2 separate regions of the Ovis aries genome follow, and region 2 is linked to region 1. A link is a contact called in public Hi-C data. All regions are on one chromosome and are shown on one strand. Each heading gives the region's core, a stretch centred on a gene start, on an enhancer-like site or on the middle of the called end of the contact. The rest is flanking DNA. Distances are from core to core; before and after follow the strand shown.

Region 1 (3,893 bases), core at 368-2,867:
GAGAGGGCAACCAGATGATCTGAGGCCCCTGCATTTGCTGTGGGCTTTGAGAAGAGGCATTGCGAGATTATGTGAAAGCTCTTTATAAGCGATAACCATTTATGCAATGACTGGATGTCATTGTCACCAGGACCAGGGCGAAGAGACCTGTCTTCACCAAGAGGTCAGGCTAAGATCCAGCACTAACACACCTGATGAAAAAGTAATTGAACAAAGAAACGGGTTTGCCGGGGCCCTGAGGAGGGACAGAATTCAGTCGTGCTATGCCTGAGCTCTGCTTACAGAATCTGCACCCTGACCTGCAGCTCCCAGCCCCTCACCATGACCAGCCGTGGGGCCTCTCCCTTACCAGTGAGAAGCAAGCAACCATCTGGGGAGGTAAGGGCACCGGAAATGAAAAGGAACCCCAGTACTGATTTTTCCAGACAGAGTTGTGGCAAAACCATACACAAGGACAGATCTTCTTGGATGTAGATGGCCCTGGGACAGGAAGTAGAAATCCCCGGGTGGGACCCCACTGAGCCACTGCCTCCCAGTCACCTCCCCACCTGGGGAAAGGCCAATGTCACTTCGCTTTCAAGGCATGGGATTCTGAGAGGCGTGCAGGTGAGTCTGGCTTCACAGGTAGGTGCCTGCGGGAAAGAGGGATGGGGGATGACCCTGCTGGAATTTGGTAAGTGACCCAGGTGCTAAATCCACCAAGACCTAACACTCTTGTAACGTTAGGATTCGTTGTCCACGTGCATCAGCCCCTGACCTATTAGATTCATGTGTTGGCATTTAATCAGAGAAAACCTCGAGAGCTGATTATTGGGCACCCGAAGCTCAGAGAGGTCTACTGTCTTGTGTGCAATCACACAGCAAGTCAGCTGCAGACTTAGATACCACTGGATTGAGTTTTCCTCCAAGAATGTTGTTTTTTTCTCTCTTTTCCCTCAGCAAGCTAGTCCCTCCAGGGAAAGGCTCAACTATGCCAAATGTGACTAATAAAAAAAAAAAATTATTTGAAGGATTTTTTTCTAGAATAAACCTTTCACTTTATATTTTATTGGATTAGGACTCGCTAACCTCCAGGAGTTTCTCACCTAGCAAATTGGAGACTGTTTCCCTTATATAACGAGCTTCCCCACATTTGGACAAGGTGAGTCAAGTCTTATGAAAGGCAGGAGACACACTGACAGTCATAGATAGCCGCCCAGAGCAGGCCCAGAGGGCCGAGGTCCAGGCTGGGAGCTGCAGACTCAAGGGGCCACCTTCCTCCACCAGCGGAGGCCTGCAGGGGGCTTTGCTCCTGGACACAATCAGCCCCTGATGCTACAGCCCATTGCCTCCTGTCTGGGGTCCATTACCCACACGGCGGGAGGAACTTCAGCTTGAAAGAATGGAGGCCCATCTCTTTCTACTGCCTCCAGGCAGCATTGTGGGTTTTGCAACCAAAGAGAAAAGAAAAAGAAATCTTGAACTGTTTTTCAAATGTTCTGGGTCTTGGCAACCCCAAAATGCCTTTTGCCAAATGCTTTTTCCCTTAATTTTTAAACCTCGGGTGTATTTCCAGAACAATCCGATCCATCTGCTTCTGATTCATTTACACTTAACTCATTAGGAGGCTCTTGCGTAAGGAGCAGTCTGACGTCCTCAAGCTCCCTGGGTGAGGGACTCTTCTCCCCTCTTTGAATCAGAGGGAGGCATCTTGCCAGCTGGGTATGGAGCACAAACCCCAAACAATGGAAAGCCTGGCTGGAAACCTGGAGGCCCCAGGAGGAGAACAGGCTTCTCTGGTGTCCCTCCCATCACTCATCAGCTCTGCTCTTCCCATCGGATTATCATCAGCATTGCTGGTATTGTCGTTAAGGAGACAGCAAATGGCCGCATATTATTGTGAAAGCCTTTGTCTTGTATTCCAAAATGTGCCATTCTTCATTCACGCACTCTAGATTCATCTGCTTAGACATGGAACAAACACTCCCAGCCAATTGTGAACCATCAGTAGGGCCTTGGGTAGGGTATCTGATCCAGGACTTAGAGCTTAATGCCAGTCTCATCCCAGCTTGCCTTCTGAGCTCTACCAGGAATCCCAGGCAAAGAAATATGGGCAGAGAGCAGCTTCCAGGGAAGAAAGCAAAGGGGGAAACCATGGGGATGATCCCAAGGGACACACAAGAGAAAGAGACGGCTGCGACTTCCTTGGCGGGCCAGTGGTTAAGACTCTGCACTTCCAATGCAGAAGCCACTCAGTCACTGATCAGGGAACGAATACCCCACATGTTGCGCAATGGGGAATTTTTTTTGCAATTTCAGCTAAAATTTTTAAAAAAAATAAAAGAGAGACCGAGAGATGGCTGGCTTCTGGGGGTCTGAGTGACTGGCCAAACTAAGCCACAGCTTCTGCTGCATCACAAAATTCACCCAACTTTACTAGGAAAGAGGCTTTTCTCTCCCACCTTCTGTTCTTCATTATCAGCCTTCTCACTACCACTGTTATTCAACAAAATTAATTTTGAAATGTATGGAGTGACTTCTCTAGGCTTAGCTCTGCCCTAGACTAAGAACCAGAGAGGCCAGAAAAGGCAATGAAATGTCCTTCCCTGGAAGATTTGCAGCCCATCTGGGGAAACATTTCATTTTTCAGGAGTGTATACTATTAGCAAGACAGCTTTTGGCCAAATGAACAAGGCATAGAAAGAGTTTAAGACAGGTCCACCAAGGAGAGAGATCTCACGAACTCAAATGGTCAGGAGGTAGGTTTCGAAGGAGCCAGCCTCGAAGATGAGTGCTTGGCTAGATGGAGAGGAAGAGGTAGCTACCTGGAGGAGGAAACAGGAATGAAGGCTCACTGATGGAAAAGAAACTAGCATGTTTATGAGACAGTAAGAGTGACCATATTAAGACACAGGCAAATAAAAGAAAAAGTAGGGAGTAGGTGACTCAGCTAAGAAGTCTGGATTTAATAGGAAACTCTAGAGTGAGTCACCAGAGGGTATTGAGCAGGGAAGGAAGATGCTTTGAAAGCAGTGGTTTCAAGGGAACAATCTGATGTCAACGGACAAGGTTGACCAGTGTGGAGAAAGGTTGGAGGTATGGAGCTGCCAGGAATCCACTGCCATGTTACACGTGTAATGACAGTTCAGTTCAGTTCAGTCACTCAGTCGTGTCCGACTCTTTGCGACCCCATGAATCGCAGCACGCCAGGCCTCCCTGTCCATCACCATCTCCCGGAGTTCACTCAGACTCATATCCATCGAGTCCGTGATGCCATCCAACCATCTCATCCTCTGTCGTCCCCTTCTCCTCCTGCCCCCAATCCCTCCCAGCATCAGGGTCTTTTCCAATGAGTCAACTCTTCACATGAGGTGGCCAAAGTACGGGAGCTTCAGCTTCAGCATCATTCCCTCCAAAGAAATCCCAGGGTTGATCTCCTTCAGAATGAACTGGTTAGATCTCCTTGCAGTCCAAGGGACTCTCAAGAGTCTTCTCCAACACCACAGTTCAAAAGCATCAATTCTTCGGCACTCAGCCTTCTTCACAGTCCAACTCTCACATCCATACATGACCACAGGAAAAACCGTAGCCTTGACTAGATGGACCTTAGTCGGCAAAGTAATGTCCCTGCTTTTGAATATGCTATCTAGGTTGGTCATAACTTTTCTTCCAAGGAGTAAGTGTCTTTTAATTTCATGGCTGCAGTCACCATCTGCAGTGATTTGGAGCCCACCAAAATAAAGTCTGACACTATTTCCACTGTTTCCCTGTCTATTTCCCATGAAGTGATGGGACCGGATGCCATGATCTTCATTTTCTGAATGTTGAGCTTTAAGCCAACTTTGTCACTCTCCTCTTTCACTTTCATCAAGAGGCTGTTTAGCTCCTCTTCACTTTCTGCCATAAGGGTGGTG
Region 2 (3,893 bases), core at 820-3,319, 190 kb after region 1:
CCCTTGGCTGGCGTTCACAGCTGGGCCGGTTGTGATCATCAAGAAGGGGTCTTTCATCTTTTCCTGTCTCCTAGGGTTCCCCTCTTGCCAGATCTTCCTCCTCCTCCAAAGTGGCGTTCCAAGGCCCACCATCTTCATTCTGGAAGGTTCTGCACTCTCTCTCTGCAGAGAAGTCTCCCAAAGGCCAAATCACCTGGTAGATTGAAGCAGCCTTGCAGTGGTCATTTAAACTTGACACTGGCAGTGGCAAGGATGTCAGAGTGCTCAGAGGCTGGTAGGAGAAGGAGGAGTGGGTAGGGGATAGGGACCACCACAATAAAATAAATGGGGTCTCCCCCCTCCTTCTTGTACCCCCCTTGCTGCGGTATGGAATACATCACCCAATCAGGCCATCCCTTGGCATTCATTGTAACCTAGTTTTATCAGGATTAAAATCGGGGTAGGGAACGCCTGTGTAATTTCTTAGAGGTCTAGACATCCTGTCCAAAAACCAGACCGATCCAAGGAGTACACTCAGTTTAGTGTTTGATTGACGTGGCCTGGGAGTGGTGCCTGGTGCCTTCTCTACTGAGCATCGTAAAGACTGCCATTTGTTATTTCTGTGATACTCGTTTCTGTTGGAAGAACGCCTTTGAAATCGTCTCTGCCCTTCTGGGGATCTCAAGGCGTTGATCAATGAGCAGCAGAGTCAGGGACCGGCAGTCCCGGAACAATATGCCCCGAGTGACAGGCCCGACAATCCGAGTGACAGATGCGGGCTGGGAGAGGGGTGCTCAGAGCAGGGCAGTGACACCAGCGCGCCTCCACTGGCCGCCGAGAGAACCGGGAAAGGGTTCTCCCCAAAGGCCTGCGTACAAAGGGCCAACTTCACCCTCTGATCAGCGGACGGGGAACTCTAACGCCAGGACAGGGACTATGTGAAATCTCTGTCGGGTGCGAAGCTGGCAATGCATACTTTATCTGAAAGGCACGGGAGGAAGGAGACAGGGGGATACTGTTATTTTCATTTAAAAGTTTTTAACTCCGAAATTCCCTTGGGAAAACCTAGGGCATCTTCCCCCTCGAGAAGAAAAGGGGGGCGGGGCGTGGAGGGGCCGAATCTCTGGCGCTTACAACGACGTGCAGTGTTTACAGAGACCCGCCTCTTCTAGGATGCAAACCCCTCCACGTCCCTACCCACCCGCTACCCCTGAAACAGCAGTCAGGCGCGGTGCCATGAGAGAATTGTGTGCCCTTAAGCAGCACGCCGTAAGAAACCCGGAACACACCCAAGCATCGAACCTATAAATCGGTGCGCAGGCACCGGGCGCCAGGCGCGTCCCGGCGGCGTGCACCACAAGCGGTGACCGCGCCTTATCGAGACCATCTCACCCCGGAAGGGGAGTCCTCAAACTTGCAGGTTGCGGACAGGGCTGGCTCAAAGTTGCTGGAGCGGTTTTCGCCGCGTCGCAAGAACCGTGGCTGCCTCCGAGGTTCGGGCGCTTCCTAGTGAGCACACCCGGGAGGAAGCCAATTGGGGGGGAAAGAGCTGAAAACCCGAGCCGAGCTGGGGTTCTGGAGGAGCGGCCCGCCCCCAGGCGGCCTCCGGGAGCGGCTGGGACTTGGCAGTCCCGGAGCCGGCCGCCAGGGGCTCCTACCCCATCCCCCAGCCCACCCAATTCACCCCACCCCAGAGACACATGGACTGCGGGTGACCTGTCCCCCTTCCCCGACCAGCACCACCCCACCCCACCCCAGCCGTGCGAAGGGAGAGAGCGCAGAGCGACAGGAAAGCCCGCGGAGGGCAGGGCGCAGAGCCCAGGGTCCCCGGGGAAGCCCTGATCTCGCCGGGACGCCGGGGCCCGGGCCGGCCCGGTTGGGGGCAGGGGAGGAGGCCGGCGGTGGGGCCAGGCCGCGGCGCGGCGGCTAGCGGGCGCGGCCCCTTTAAGGTTCTCCCCGCCCACCGGCTGCGCCGGGCGCTCTCCCCGCCCCGGGGTCCCGGCGAGATCGGCGATTGGGCGGGCGCGGCGATCCCTTTGAAGTGTGGCTGCCGATCGCGGCTATTTGACGTGCGGCTCGCGGAAGGCGAAGGTTTTTGTGTTGCTCGCCGGGGCCAGCGGCGGCGGCGGCGGCGGCGGAGGAGGAGGAGGGGTGGAGACGCGGCGACCGCTGCAGCGCACTCGGAGCTGCGGAGCGAGCCCACCCGCCCCGGGAGCTCGCCTCCCCGGTGCGCCCCCGCCCTCCCCGCCCCCCCAGCGGCGCTGCCTCCTCCAAATGAGCGATTCGCCCGCTGGATCTAACCCAAGGACACCCGAGAGCAGCGGCAGCGGCAGCGGCGGCGGCGGGAAGAGGCCGGCGGCGGTGTCCCTCTTGCCCCCGGCGGACCCCTTGCGCCAGGCGAACCGGCTCCCCATCCGGGTCCTGAAGATGCTGAGCGCTCACACCGGCCACCTCCTGCACCCGGAGTACCTGCAGCCGCTGTCCTCCACGCCCGTGAGCCCCATCGAGGTCAGTCCCCTGGTCGCTGCCCGCCGAGCGCCCGCCCCATTCCGCCCACCACTGCCCGGCTCCCTGTGCCCCGCGGCTCGGTGCGACGCTCGGGTCCGGCCCCAGTGGCCGACGGAGTGAGAGGAGGGACGGAGATACAGAGGGATCGGAGCCCACTGGGTTCTCTCCTCCGGGCTTCTCCCCGGGGGAGAAGGTTCCCCTTCCACGCTCGCCCTTCGGAGCTTCGCGTTTCCTCTCTCGGATTGGATTTGCTCTTGGAGTGTCCACTGGGCCCTTTACTTTTCCTCGGCACCCAGTCCCCAGGCCATAGAGTCTGTCTCCTGGGCTTTTTTCGGCCCCCCCCCCCCCCCACCCCCACCTCTCCACCCAGGTTTGTTCTCTTTGAAGCCCGATCGCCCCCCTCCCTCCCCGTCCCACTCCGCTTCTGCCCCATCCGGTTGGAGCGCACGACGCCCGGGCACTCCCGACCCCGGCTCCTTCTTTCTCCCGCTCCCCTGGGGGCCCTCCCCGGGAGGGAAGGGGGCTCCGAAGAGAGCGCCTGCGGCCGCCCAGGCTCAAGCTCCAGCTTCTCCCCTGCTCCCACCCCGCGGCGACACCGCCAGAAACCCGTCCCAAGCGAAGTTCCCCAAACTGAAGGCATAAGTTTTTAACCCAGGCCTAGAGAGGAGGAGGAGATGAGAGAGCAGGGGGCGAGTCACGGCCCCTCCCCCAGCCCCGACTCCAGAGAAGTCACCTTCCCCCGGGATGGTCTTCGGTGGACGCCTTCCACGGCCCGTTCCCCAGGGCCTGCGGCGCCCTCCGGGACCCGGGGCAGCGAAGGATCCCACCACTACCAACGCGCAGTGTAAGCGCAGTTGCGCTCAGCCCCCGCGCTCGCAGCAGGTCTCCCCGAGGCCCTCCTTTCCCATCTCACCCACCCTGCCCCCCAGGTAAACCCCCTCCCCCCGGCCGCTCCGTGGGTCCCTGGTCTCATCCCCTTCTCCCTCCCCTTGCCGCTGTCTCCCACAGCTGGACGCCAAGAAGAGTCCTTTGGCGTTGCTGGCCCAGACTTGCTCGCAGATCGGCAAGCCGGACCCGCCGCCCTCGTCCAAGCTCAACTCGGTAGCGGCGGCCAACGGGCTGGGAGCGGAGAAGGACCCCGGCCGCTCGGCCTCGGGCGCCGCCTCGGCCTCTGCGGCACTCAAGCAGCTGGGGGACTCCCCGGCCGAAGACAAGTCCAGCTTCAAGCCCTATTCCAAGGGTTCCGGGGGCGGCGACTCCCGCAAGGACAGCGGCTCCTCCTCTGTGTCCTCCAGCTCCTCCAGCTCCTCCTCCTTGTCCCCGGGAGACAAGGCGGGCTTCAGGGTGCCCAGCGCCGCCTGCACGCCCTTCCCCCCGCATGGAGCGCCGGTCTCCGCGCCGTCGTC

What was found. A called contact is a pair of places that touch in the nucleus more often than the background predicts.
Region 2: a Hi-C map of tail adipose tissue shows a contact between it and region 1, with 4 times the contacts expected there. The contact joins the promoter of ZNF703 here to the enhancer-like site in region 1. A contact is called at or near these places in 2 of 16 Hi-C or Micro-C datasets (hypothalamus and tail adipose tissue).

What each region holds. Positions count from the first base shown.
Region 1 is chr26:31,880,479-31,884,371 of ARS-UI_Ramb_v3.0, forward strand. All of the region lies in intron 3 of LOC121818057 (a long non-coding RNA gene), which reads right to left. Among named protein-coding and RNA genes, the nearest start is that of TRNAG-CCC, 120 kb to the left of the region's middle. Within about 2 kb of position 1,618, at least 3 of the 54 cell types and tissues checked have an H3K27ac peak or open chromatin away from gene starts, as enhancers often do. A contact at or near this core is called in tail adipose tissue, where this site is marked.
Region 2 is chr26:32,067,059-32,070,951 of ARS-UI_Ramb_v3.0, forward strand. ZNF703 (zinc finger protein 703) reads left to right here and starts at 2,070. Exons shown (of 2, transcript XM_027962580.2): 1 at 2,070-2,487; 2 at 3,496-3,893. The coding sequence starts at 2,254. It overlaps LOC121818023 (a long non-coding RNA gene), which reads right to left and starts at 1,487. Exons shown (of 2, transcript XR_006058119.2): 1 at 1,372-1,487; 2 at 1-271.